2 separate regions of the Ovis aries genome follow, and region 2 is linked to region 1. The links are chromatin contacts, called in public Hi-C maps. All regions are on one chromosome and are shown on one strand. The core of a region is the stretch at or near the end of the contact, and the rest is flanking DNA. Distances in the headings are between cores, read along the strand shown. Region 1 holds the start of XPO4 (exportin 4). Region 2 holds the start of CRYL1 (crystallin lambda 1).

The links. A called contact is a pair of places that touch in the nucleus more often than the background predicts.
Region 2: a contact with region 1 is called in a Hi-C map of hypothalamus, with 4 times the contacts expected there. The contact joins the promoter of CRYL1 here to the promoter of XPO4 in region 1. A contact is called at or near these places in 5 of 16 Hi-C or Micro-C datasets (hypothalamus, liver, mixed tissues and 2 more).

The regions. Positions count from the first base shown.
Region 1 is chr10:35,939,356-35,946,000 of ARS-UI_Ramb_v3.0, forward strand. It overlaps XPO4 (exportin 4), which reads left to right and starts at 2,791. Exons shown (of 23, transcript XM_060394483.1): 1 at 2,791-2,873. The coding sequence starts at 2,805. It overlaps LATS2 (large tumor suppressor kinase 2), which reads left to right. Exons shown (of 8, transcript XM_042254907.2): 8 at 2,165-2,340. The coding sequence ends at 2,224.
Region 2 is chr10:36,165,418-36,172,062 of ARS-UI_Ramb_v3.0, forward strand. CRYL1 (crystallin lambda 1) reads left to right here and starts at 2,538. Exons shown (of 8, transcript XM_027973677.2): 1 at 2,538-2,638; 2 at 5,499-5,606. The coding sequence starts at 2,589.

The DNA.
Region 1 (6,645 bases), core at 1,541-4,040:
GTCTTAGCTGCAGCACGTGGGATGCAGGCTCTCCGTTGTGGCATGCGGGCTCAGTAGTTGCAGCTTGCTGGGTTAAGGGCTTAATTGCTCTGAGGCACATGGGATCTTTGTTCCCCAGGGATGGAACCTGAGTCCCCTGAAGTGGAAGGTGGGTTCTTAACCATGGGACCATCAGGGAATTCCCTGAAACTGTTTTCTTAATTTCCTTTCCTGATGGCTCATTCTTAGTATATAAAAATGCAACTGACATTTTAAAATTGATTTTATATTTTGTAACTTTGCCAAATTCTTTGATTAGTTCTAACATTTTTGTGGAATCTTTAGGATTTTCTCTATATAAGATCACATCATCTGTGTAGCGATAATAATTCGTCCTTTCTGATTTGGATGCCTTTTATTTATCTTGCCTAATTGCTTTGGCTAGGACATCCATTAGTATGTTGAGTAGAAGTAGTAAGAGGGAACATATAGTTGGATCCTGTGTTTTTAATCCATTTAGCTAATCTGTGTCTTGACTGGGGAGCTGAATCAATTCAAAGTAGTTTACTGATAGGACTATTGTTGTTCAGTTGCTCAGTCATGTCCGACTCTTTGTGACCCCATGGACTGCAGCACGCCATGCCACCCTGTCCCTCACTATCTCCTGGAGTTTGCCCAAGTTCATGTCCATTGAATTGGTGATGCCATCCACCCATGGCTATAGGACTATAGCTATCTGAAAATAGTTTTGACCAAGATCCTCTGATAGGATCTTAGGGAACTCCTTGGTATTCTGGGGCTTAGTAAGTGTCCCTAGCCTACACTCTGAGAACTGTTGCTCTAAGGTATTTCAATCAGCATGTTTCTGTTGACAAGATGTTTATGGCTTGACACACACACACAAAGACCAAAAAACCACCCCAAATCCCCCAAACTAAACCTGTTTCCAAGGAAAAGTATATAATATATTCAAGTGCTGTGATTCATGGGGTCGCAAAGAGTCAGGCACGACTGAGCGACTGAACTGAACTGAATCACTTTTGGAGCCTAGGACACCACAGGTGTTAAAGGCATACCCTAAGAGTATAGGGGGTGTAGTATTTGTTAAATGTTCTTGATTCCAGGAACATTTTGAGCAGATTCTTAAACCGTAAATATTTCTCTTTTGTGTCAAGTGTGAAGTTGGAATCTGACAACTTTCTTCTTCTTAAGGATGTGAAGCGTTATGTGGGTAGGCAGGGACACTACTCCTTGCCCCACCAACCACCCCAGGAGAGTGCTACTGTCGATGTTTAATAAAATACCTTTTCTTCTTCGTTCTTAAAGAGCATCTCAATGCAAAGTTCTTGTGTAGCTGCACAAAACAAATGCTCTGGAACACAGGGCACAATCTGAAGCATTATATGCCTCAAACATTTAATGTCATAAAATACTCATTTGTCTACACGTTTGAAGATGTATCTTTGATCTGCAGTAATAACTCTTTGTAGCAGGTAGAGACACTTTGTAATCTTGCAGATTGCTATACAGATCTTCCTTGGCTTATGATGGAGTTAAGTCCCAATAAACCCATCATAAGTTGAAAACATCATAAGCTGAAAATGCATTTAATACATCTAACCTACCAAACGTCACAGGTTAGCCTCACCTACATTAAAAGTGGTCAGAACACATATATTGGCCTCCAGCTGGGCAAAATCATCTAATAGCGAGTCTGTTTTATAATAAAGTGTTGACTGTCTCATTTAATTTAGTGAACACAGTACTTAAAGTGAAAAACAGAATGTTTCTAAGATATCAGTTGTTCATCTTCCTGATTGTGCACCACTTGAGTATCTGACCGCACATGCTGCCCAGGAAGAGATCAAGATTTGAAGTATAGTTTCTAATGAATATGTATCGCTTAACACCATGGAGCAGTCGTAAAATGATTAAGTCCAGACATTTGTACTTAGTGAAATATTTATTGAATGCCTTCCACAGGTGAGGCACTATGTGAACCAATTTCACGCAATTTTTAAAAAAGCCATTAATTGCACTCTTTACCCTTTTGTAACGAATAAGAGGTACTTTGTTTCTTAAGCAATAAAAACCTTGTTAATTCACTTCCTCAACTTCATGTTGTAGAGATGCCAAATATAATAACTCGTTTCTCAAAGAAGCTAACAATGCAATTCTGTTGCAGGGACATAGAAAAGGGAAAACCTCACAACTATGGCTTATTTACAACTGGAAGAAGAAATAAAGGAAGTTGTCAACAGAGGAAACTTACACTGAAACGAAACTGACTTTCTGTGTACCTCAAAAAGCAGACCGGCACTAAGAGGTGGAAGCTAGTAGCAGGTATGCAGGTGTCGCTCAGAACAGAGCCTGGTCTCCAACAGTGAGGGCCGGCGCGAGGGCGGACACGGGGCTCTCAGGCCCGCGTGGGAAAGCTGGGCTCCGAGCCCCTCTGCCGGACCTGCCCGCCGGCTCCGCCAGGAAGTCAGCCCGCACGGGGGCACGCGAGCGCGGAGCACGCGTTCTCGCAGGGCGCAAGCCGCCCTGCCCGGGAGCGACGCGTCCACAGAGGACACGGCAGAGCTGGAGGCGCCCCCGGGGCCGGCGGCGAGCGAGCGAGCAAGCAGGCGGGCCAGCCCCGTGGGAGCGCCCACAGCCCTGGCCCGCAGGCCCGCAAGCCCGCAGCCCTGACCTCGCGACCCCGCGTCGACGTCGGCGGCCGCGACGGCTCGGGCGGGAGCGCGCGAGCCCGAGGAATCTCGCGATTGGCCGGCCGGGCGCCCGCTCCCAAAATGCACCGCATGGCGCGTCATTGAAGAGAGACCATGATGGCGGCGGCGCTGGGGCCCCCAGAAGTGATCGCTCAGCTGGAGAACGCGGCCAAAGTTCTGATGGTAAGTGCCCGCGCCCCCGCGCCCCGCGCCCGCGGTCTCTGGCGGCGCTGCCGTGCTCGGCCTTGGCGCCCGCCGGACTGGCGACCGGCCGGGGCCTCCCGGGAGCCCAGGGCTGGAGCAGGCGGCGGTGGCGTGGCGCAGGACTCTCCTCCGCCTGCGCTCCTGCCTTGGCGCCCCTGGCTGGGCTGTCCGCTCCCTGGCTGTGCGGCGCCCCAGCCGCGCCACCGAGTGGGGCCGAAGGAATGCTTCGTGCGCCCCGACCCTCCGCTCAGGGTCGGGGGGAGGCGGGCGCTAGGTCTGGGCTGTGCGCGCCGCTGGAGAGCGGGTGCCGGCGGAGGGCTGGCATGGCCCGGGTGCCGTCTGCAACTGTGGTTCCTCTCGTGCCTTTGGGTCCCCGAGCGCTTTCTCCCACCTGCGACCGCGGCTGGGCAGCCTCAATCGGCCGCACAAGGAAGGAACGGCGGGAGGGAGGGAGGGGAATCCTAGGACCAAGGTCATTGGGGCAGAACTTTGTCTGGGACCGAGCTCCGTGCGGGTCGTGCGTCGTGGAGAGTTGGGTGTGCAGTTCTCCTGGACTTTTTCTGCTGCAGTACAATGAACAGAACAATTTAGTCAGTAGGTTATTACCTACTCGAGAAGGTGAGGCCGAGTCAAAGAGTAAGGCATTCCACTCAGAGTAGAAGCAAGGATAAACCATGTTTAGTTACTCAGTAAATTATTTGCTGGCTCAGTTTCCTTTTTGTAAATCACGACTTCCGTGTTTGTAGATTTCTCTGGAAGTTAGAGGCTTGATTCCTTGAATTGACAAATAGCCTTCCTAAGAATTGGATGCAGCAATCTTCGGTACCTTTGTACACCTTCCCCCCCCCCCCCCCCCTTTTGGTTCGGTGACTGAGTTACGTGTTCAGGCATCACATTTTAAGACATTTGAACTAATTCTCATATAGTTTGTAGTTCCTTTTCTCAAGTTTTGTTTTCACACCCAACACCGGGTAGCTTATGAAATTTAGCTTATGAAGCTGAGAAGTTTAATTAAAGCAGGATTTACTTGCCACAATATGAGCGAAGTTAGGTGAATCGTTTTATCACAAAAAATGACTTAGGGAACGTTTTCAGACTCTTGCAACTTAAGTCCAGAAAAAAACTAGCTGTTATTCCCCTTAAATACCATGCTCCTAAAATCGCTGACTTACAGCGTTTCCTGAGATATCTGGGAATTTTCTATAAGGTAGAGGCCCCGTTTTCATTAGACTTTAGAAGGAGTATGTGACCCCCCTCCCCCGCCAAACACTGCTTTAGTTCTCATAGCTATTAATATAGAATAGTTGTCCTTCATAGTTGGTCTCAGTACTGGTTAGTATTTGTGCTTGGTAGGACCTTTTCTCTTCCCTGCAAAGCTATTCTTATCACCTGTAAGGGAGTAGGGGAGAAGAGTCCGAGTAAATTCTAGAAATTGAGTCCATATCACCGGCCAGACACTGTCTTGATGCTTTACATACTTTGTTAATCCTTGCAACCCCTTTACAAGGTTGAGAGAGAGCTTAAGTAGCCAGGTTACATACTTACTTAGTGGCTGAATTAGGTGTACAATTCCCATTTGTGCCTCTAAAGCTGGGTCTCTTTCTGCTCTGCCTCACCACCTCTCCTGTGTGTTGTATTGGATTCTATTTACATACTTGAAATCTTTCCAGAGAAGAGTATTGAAAAAAGTGTTAATAAAATAGAAAATTTCTTTTTGGAAAGTCCACTTACTGTTTGGCAGTGTGGATGCGTAGCAGAGACTGCATGGTTTCCCAGATGGAAGCTGCAGTCATCTCAAGAATGACAACTGACATTTTACCCAGTGCTTACTGTGTGTGAAGGCACTATGCCAACCACTTCACATGTATTACCATATTTGATCATCAGTAACTGTGAGGTAGTTATTACTTTCCTTTTCATTTTATGGACTAAGGGACTGAAATATGTAGATATTAAGTAATTTACCTAAATTTTCAAAGAAAGTGGTAGAGTGGGAAATCCAATGCAGGTTCATCTGTTACAATGCGTGGTTTTTAGCCTTTGGGGTAGTGGGAATAGAAAGCAGGTGAACTAATTATTTGGGGTTACCTGGCGTGCTGAAGTCCCTGGGGTCACAAAGAGTTGGACATGACTTAACAACTTATGAGCAACTTAACTGAAGATTGTCAAACCTCTTTCAGTTCAGTTCAGTCGTGTCCGACTCTGAGACCCATGAACTGCAGCATGCCAGCCCTCCCTGTCCAACACCAACTCTTGGAGCCTACCCAAACTCATGTCCGTTGAGTCGGTGATGCATCCAACCATCTCATCCTCTGTCGTCCCCTTCTCCTCCTGCCCTCAATCTTTCCCAGCATCAGGGTCTTTTCAAATGAGTCAGCTGTTCTCATCAGGTGGCCAAAGTATTGGAGTTTCAGCTTCAGCATCAGTCCTTCCAGTGAACACTCAGGACTGATCTCCTTCAGGATGGACTGGTTAGATCTCCTTGCAGTCCAAGGAACTCTGAAGAATCTTCTCCAACACTGCATTTCAAAAGCATCAATTCTTCGGTGCTCAGCTTTCTTTATAGTCCAACTCTCACATCCATACATGACTGTTGGAGAAACCATAGCCTTGGCTAGACGGACCTTTGTCGACAAAGTAATGTCTTTGCTTTTTAATATGCTATCTAGGTTGGTCCTAGCTTTCCTTCCAAGGAGTAAGCGTCTTTTAATTTCATGGCTGCAATCACCATCTGCAGTGATTTTGGAGCCCCCCAAAATAGTCAGCCACTGTTTCCACGTTTCCCCATCTATTTGCCGTGAAGTGATGGGACTGGATGCCATGATCTTCGTTTTCTGAATTTTGAGGTTTAAGCCAAGTTTTTCACTCTCCTTTATCACTTTCATCAAGAGGCTCTTTAGTTCTTCATTGCTTTCTGCCCTAAGGGTGGTGTCATCCGCATACCTGAGGTTATTGATATTTCTCCTGGCAGTCTTGATTCCAGCTTGTGCTTCTTCCAGCCCAGTATTTCTCATGATGTACTCTGCATATAAGTTAAATAAGCAGGGTGACAATATACAGCCTTGATGTACTCCTTTTCCTGATTTGGAACCAGTCTGTTGTTCCATGTCCAGTTCTAACTGTTGCTTCCTGACCTGCATACAGATTTCTCAAGAGGCAGGTCAGGTGGTCTGGTATTCCTATCTCTTTAAGAATTTTCCATAGTTTATTGTGATTGTCCTTAATCAGTGTGCGCAGTGATAATGTAAAATAATGGAGAACACATACATTAATTGATACTTTATATTTGTTTTAAAACTGGAGTAGGTTTTAATGAATCTAAATGCAACTTTAATGAGAGGGGTTCATGATTGGTTTTCATGGTTTTTATTGTGGAATTTGGTTAACATTTTAAAAGCATTAGCCAAAATGTAGTGCTGTAGAACAGTTCTTTCCATTTTATTTGATTCTCTTTTTTTGGCTGCTCTGGGACTTCGTTGTTGTGTGTGGGCTTGCTCTAGTTGTGTGAACCGGCGGTTTCTCCTGTGGAGCACGGGCCCTAGGGCACGGGCTCAGAAGTTGTGGAGCACACTCTTAGTTGCTCCACAGCATGTGGGATCCTCTGGGATCAGGGATTGAACCCCGTGTCTTCTGCATTGCCAGGCAGATTCTCAACCTCTGGACCACCAGGGAAGTCCACCATTTTATTTGATTCTTAAATCAGCCCTGTGAAGTGGATGGGAGAAGAGTTATTCTTAAACTTTGTAAATGA
Region 2 (6,645 bases), core at 1,288-3,787, 230 kb after region 1:
AGCTGTCAGGAGAGTTTAGATCTTTGGTTCCCTAACTAGCCTTGGGGTAAAGGATGGAAGCTGGACTCAAAGGATGCAGAGGAGGGATGGTGAGGGTGGGGGTGAGAAGCCATCTGTGCTCTTCTACCTGCCATGAGGACTGTGGGTGGACAGAGGGAAAAGTGGACAGAAAGAGACACCCAGAGAACTGAGAGTTTGGAGATAGAGGAAGAATATTTGACTCCTTTTGAAGTGTGGTGTTGGAGAAGACTCTTGAGAGTCCCTTGGACTGCAAGGAGATCCAACCAGTCCATCCTAAAGGAGATCAGTCCTGGGTGTTCATTGGAAGGACTGATGTTGAAGCTGAAACTCCAATATTTTGGCCACCTGATGTGAAGAGCTGACTCATTTGAAAAGACCCTGATGCTGGGAAAGATCGAAGGCAGGAGGAGAAGGGGACAATAGAGGATGAGATGGTTGGATGGCATCACTGACATGATGGACATAAGTTTGAGTGAACTCCGGGAGTTGGTGATGGACAGGGAGGCCTGGTGTGCTGCAGTGCATGGGGTCACAAACAGTTGGACACGACTGAGTGACTGAACTGAACTGAGCTGATTTGCTGGGGAATCTAAGGAGCCAGGAAAAAGTCACGGATTGAATAGAAGCCAGGAGATGGCTGTTACGTTGGAGTCCGACATGGCCCAAGTGGGAGAGATAGGGTGCTCCGTGGCTGTGGAGCAGGAGGACCCCCTAAGAGCAGTGGGGCTCTCCCCACCCCCCAGGCCCACCTGCCCTCCCTGTATTACTGAAAGCAAGTGAGGCCAAACAATTCCACACGGCTGGAGTTTGTAGCAGACAAGGTTCATTATGGGGCAAAGCAAGGAGAAAGTGGTAGTGATGGGGGCCAACTACTGAGCCTGCATGCCACAACCAGAGAGTCTGTGCCCTGAACGAAGATCCCACATGACGCAACTAAGACCTGACACAGCCAAATAAACAAATACATATTAAAAAGAAAAAAGAGTATGTGCTTAGTAAGGAGAAAAAGAGGTTTGGTTCTTAACCTTAAGTTTACAATTTAATTGAAGACTAAACATTAAGCTGACCAGAACACAGTGGCTCTCATGATAGAAACTTGAGTGAATGAATGACTCAGTGGACCAAAAGGTGCTTGCAGGAAGTTCAGATGCTTTAGGAAAAGGGCAGTCACCCATCACCGGGTCGAGTAGTCACAGTTTCAGAGAGGAAGTGGGGCTTGCCTATTTAAAAGAAGACAAATTTTCGGGTAATTTGTGGTGAAGGCACCATAGGAGCTGGGGCTTCATTATAAATCCAAATAGCTTTGTGAGGGCTTCCCTGGTGGCTCAGCTGGTGAAGAATCTGCCTGTGATGCAGGAAACATGGGTTGGATCCCTCGGTGGGGAAGATCCCTTGGAGAAGGAAATGGAAACCCACTCTAGTCTTCTGTATTCTCCATTCCAGTATGGAGAATCCCATGGAGAGGGGCCTGGTGGGCTACAGTCCATGGGGGTCGCAAAGAGGCGGACAGGACTGAGCAACTAAGCCCCCATGCATAGTTATTTCAACATTTAAAGCCTTATCTTGGGGACATCTTTGCTGTGTCACTTTTCTCTTGAGTGAGTTGAGTGCCTTTTCTAATGCTGACCGATAACTTGTGAAACTGCTCTGGCTCTGACATTCCTCTTTCCGTTTGGTCTTGGGAAGACAGAGGAAGGGCCCTGCCGGTCAGGGTCACGCGTTTCCGCTGGAGCGCTGCCTTGACCTGGATGGCTGGCGTGGCCCCGCTCTGGTGCTGCGCTGACAGCGTGGTCCCAGGCACGTGCGGCCCGTTCCTCCGCTCTGTTTCCGAAAAGAGCCCGGGGCGGCGCGGGGACACTTCCTCCTCCTGGAAGAGAGACCAGCTCGGCCTCTGGGAGGGGGCTCCAGGCCTTCCAGTGTGGTGGACACCCCCCCGCCCCCAGCCCTCCTGTCTGCCATCCCAGGGCTCCCGGGCCTTGGCCTCTTCTGTGGAGAAAGGCGGGTCTTCCTCGGAACTGACGACAGTGTGAACCCAGCAGTGGGGCCTGAGCTCGTGCGCCCGGACGTGGTGCTGTCTTCACACGGGAAGGGAATTCCAGGGGTAAATTTGGAGGTTCCTTTAGCGGTCGCGCCTTGTCCTGGTCTGGAGGTGTCCCCCTCCTTGTGCACGGACTTTGGGGGTTCAGTAAGGAACTGACCAAAACAAAGTGAGTCACTAGAGTCCGAAGGGGTAGCTCTCCCACCGGGCTCCCATCCACGTGACGCTCCCGGCACCTCCTCCGTGCGCGCTCCGGGGAGAGGGAGGCGAGTGCGCCGCACGCCTGATGGTCCCAGCCGCTCCCCCCACCCCGCCCAGTCCTGAGCTCCCCGCCCGCCCCGCCCACAGTCCCGCTGGCCCCGCAGCCCCGCCAGGAGCCCTGCGCGCCCGCGGGGCGTGGAGAGGTGGAGGCTCCGCCCGCGCCCCACCCACGGGCCAGGCCCCGGGGCCCTGCCGCTGCCGCGGGGCGGGCGGAGCCAGTGCCCGGGTGGCGCGCGCCGCAACTGTCTCTTCGGGTACCGCGCGGGCCATGGCGTCCCCAGGGTTCTCGGCGCCCGGCGGGGTGGCGGTGGTCGGCAGGTGAGGGCTCCAACCAGCGTGCTCGGGAGGGTGGCAGGTGGGCGCGGTCGTCATCGCCCTGGGGGCTGGCGGCGCGGCTCCGATGACCCCAGCGCGCCTCCCCAGGACTGGGCCGGGCCGGGCCGGTCCTTCGGGCCCCGCTGCAGCCCGGTTGCTGCGCGATGAGGTTGCGGGCTGAGTTGGGTGATGCGGGCCGGGCGGGGACGGTGGCAGTGGGCGCTGCGAGCGGACATAGGGCTGTCGGGCCGCGGATCCGCACAGGTGTGTTGTCTCCTTTCCAGTCCGAGGGATGGGCTCGCAGAGGGGCGGCGGGGCCGCGATCTGGGTCAGGCGGGGCGCGGGCGCGGCGGGAGGGTCTTGCGCGCTCGGGCCCGAGGCTGTTCCTGGGCGACCCCGCCTGGCCTGGGAGGGGTGGGGACCCACTGTGCGATCCGGATCCAGAGCCATGCCTCCTGCATGGCGAGGGCGCCCTATCCCCGGGGCATCCGGGTTCTCCGGGACTTGGGTGTCGGGTTAGCAGCTCAAGTCCCATCCACGGTTTCCTGGTTGGTGCTCCATTCTCTTTTAAAACTTCTGCAGTTTTCATTTTTTAAAGAAGGCGTCCACGTACACCTCTCCGTTGGTAAGCTGGCATAGCGAACTACCCACTGGTCGGTACTTCTTGTTGGTCATCAGGCACACCTTCTGGGAGGCTTGGTGTTGGGTTACGCTGCCCAGGGGCTGGCCTGCCTGACCAGTCACAGCGCGTCCTGAAATAAGTCGTGTCCGGGCCCCTCCTTGAAGCCCCTTCGAGGAAGGGGTCAGGGTGCTTTCTGTCAGCTTCCCTTGCAGGGAGCAGTGGCTTTACCTGTGCCCGTGTGCTTTCCAGGCACGAGGGCTACTGCCTGCCTCCTGAAGGGATATAAAATATAGAAGAAAGTGCACTTTGTCCTGGGCGTGGTGACCTTGCTTGCTTTGCAGCCTTTGTCACAGTCAAGTGTGTATCAACCACAGGCTGAGACTGGCCTGCTTGCTGGCACCCAACAGTGTTCAGTGGAGTCTAGAGTTGACAGTACAGGGGACCCTTGGACCACTGGCAGGTGGAGGACACCCACCTGTCTATTCCCACCAGAGAAGCCAGGGTAATTTACCCTCGGTTCCTCTGCATCAGTGGTACCCAACTGCAGATCCCAAGTTTTGTAGGATTTACCATTTAAAAAAACTTGCTTATAGGTGGGCCCCGAGAGTCCAGCTCCTGTTGTTCCAGGGTCCCTATGCCTTTCTCCAGCTCTAATTGTTGTGCAAAGGAGCCGTGCTGTGGGAGTCAGTTTATTGCCAATTCCCTAAGTTGATTGACTGCAAGAAATTGCAGAAAGTGAAGAGGAACTAAAGATCCTCGATGAAAGTGAAAGGAGAATGAAAAAGTTGGCTTAAAACTCAACATTCAAAAAACTAAAATCATGGCATCTGGTCCCATCACTTCATGGCAAATAGATGGGGAAGCAGTGGAAACAGTGACAGACTTTTATTTTTTTGGTCTCCAAAATCACTGCAGATGGTGACTGTAGCCATGAAATTAAAGATGCTTTCTCCTTGGAAGAAAATCTATCACCAACCTAGACAGCATATTCAAAAGCAGAGACATTACTTTGCCAACAAAGGTCCATCTAGTCAAGGCTATGGTTTTTCCAGTATCATGTATGGATGTGAGAGTTGGACTATAAGGTAAGCTGAGTGCCAAAGAATTGGTGCTTTTGAACTGTAGCATTGAAGAAGACTCTTGAGAGTCCCTTGGACTGCAAGGAGATCCAACCTGTCCATCCTAAAGGAAATCAGTCCTGAATATTCATTGGGAGGACTGATGTTGAAGCTGAAACTCCAATACTTTGGCCACCTGATGCAAAGAACTGACTCATTTGAAAAGACCCTGATGCTGGGAAAGATTGAAGGCAGGAGGAGAAGGGGCCAACAGAGAATGAGATAGTTGGATGGCATCACCGACTCTATGGACATGAGTTTAAGTAAGCTCTTGGAGTTGGTGATGGACAGGGATGCCTGGCGTGCAGCAGTCCCTAGGGTGGCAAAAAGTCGGACATGACTGAGCAACTGAACTGACTGACTGAACCTCCCACACCTTTAACACCTCAGGAAGCAGCCATCTCCACTTCTGGGGTGTCCCTGCTTCCCTTCCCTTCTCCCTCCCCCCCTCCGTCTCCCCTCCTGTCCCCTCTGGCCCCTTTCTCTCTCCTGTCTCCCCTCCTGTACCTCTTGTCTTTCTCTCTCTCAACCCTATAGGTGGCTGGGGAGTGTGAATTAACTGCTAAAACCTGGTAAAGTTTTTGTATTTCATTCTTGGGTTTCAACAAACCAATACAGGGGCCTGGGTTCCACCCTTGTTCAGGGAACTAGATCCTGCATGCCTCAACTAATACCTGGTGCAATCAAGTACATGAATAAATATATATATATATATATATATAAAATAGTGTCTCCCTTGTGGGATTGTTTTCAGATTAATAGAGGTAAGACGTGTACAGTTTAACATCATCATCTCAAGTGGTGGTAGGAAAAACTGAGGAGGTGGGGGAGATGCTGTCTCTTTTCTCCAGGTCTGGGGCTCAGCCAACACTGGTCAGTTGGGGGTCCCTGGTGCGTGGACTCCCTGCCCCTCCCTGCTGCCCCCCAGGTCTGGAGGGCACTGCAGTGAGGACCCAGGACCTCTTGTGTGGAAGCAACATTTTAAGTGGATACTCCTGTCAAAACGTGGAGTTGTAAGCCATGAGGTGTTTCAGTAACAGGATGCTGTGTGCTCTGACACTGGGCTGGTGCAGAGTGGCTCTACTTTCCAGCTGACCTGCACCTCTGCCTTCTTTCCCTGCAGCGGGCTCATCGGGCGGAGCTGGGCCATGCTGTTCGCCAGCGCAGGCTTCAGGGTGAAACTGTTCGACATTGAGCCTCGGCAGGTGACTGACGCACTAGTCAGCCTCAGGTGAGTCCCCTGTGCGTGCAGAGGCCCTGCGGCCTCAGCCCATCTGTTCAAGCCCTTGAGGCTGGGGTCCTCCTTCTCCTGTGGGGTTGTAGCCTCGGAGCCGGTGAAGCAAGGCTGAGTGAGATGTGGATCCATCCCACAGCAGGGGCTCAGACTGTGAGGACAGACTTCCGGGGGTAGAGATTTGCAAGGGGGCTGGAGGAACCCAGTGTAGACCCTCGACTTGCGGCCCAAGTGAGTGAGCAGGTGAATGCTTCTGTGCCACATGCCCGGGAGCTGCACTGGCCCTCCCCTGCAGGCACGGAGGTCCTGAAGTCCTCAGCTGTGTTCTTACCTGTTGCTTTGTGTGGCAGGGCCGGGATTAACTGGGATGAGTGTTGTCTGAGGTGTGAGAGTGTGTGTACTTAGCAGATGCTGAGCATTGAGCCCACAGAGGGTGGTGTTTTAGGGACCACCTCAGGAACAAAAAGAATAAGAACCAAAGGAAAAAGGCTGAGACAAGGAGGCCAAAGACAGAAGGACAAACTAATTCATGGGTTGCCCCCGCTATGATGCCATCACTGATCACGGCTCTGATCATCTCAGGCCTTGTCAGGCAGTTACTCTCCTGGTTGGGGGCATAGCTGTGAGCATTAATTTGAATGTGCATTTTGTGTAACAGAAGATGCTTTATCATTGGCTTTTTGAGAAGACAAATATATAGGACATGATGTCAGGCTCTAGGCCTCGAGAAATTACATATCTTAGGCCAACTTTGTTGTGTAGCAGATAAGAACCCAAAACCCAGAGAAGTAAAGTTGCTTCTTACGTAGAGTAACAGGTAGCTGGTGACTAGGTGAAACAGCTTTCAAATTGTGATGCTGGAAACTTCTGAAAGTCCCTGGGATGGCAAGGAGATCAAACCTGTCAATCCTAAAGGAAATCAGTCCTGAATATTCATTGGAAGGACTGATGCTGAAGCTGAAGCTCCAACATGTTGGCCATGTGATGTAAAGAGCCAACTCAGTGGAAAGACCCTGATGCTGGGAAAGATTGAAGG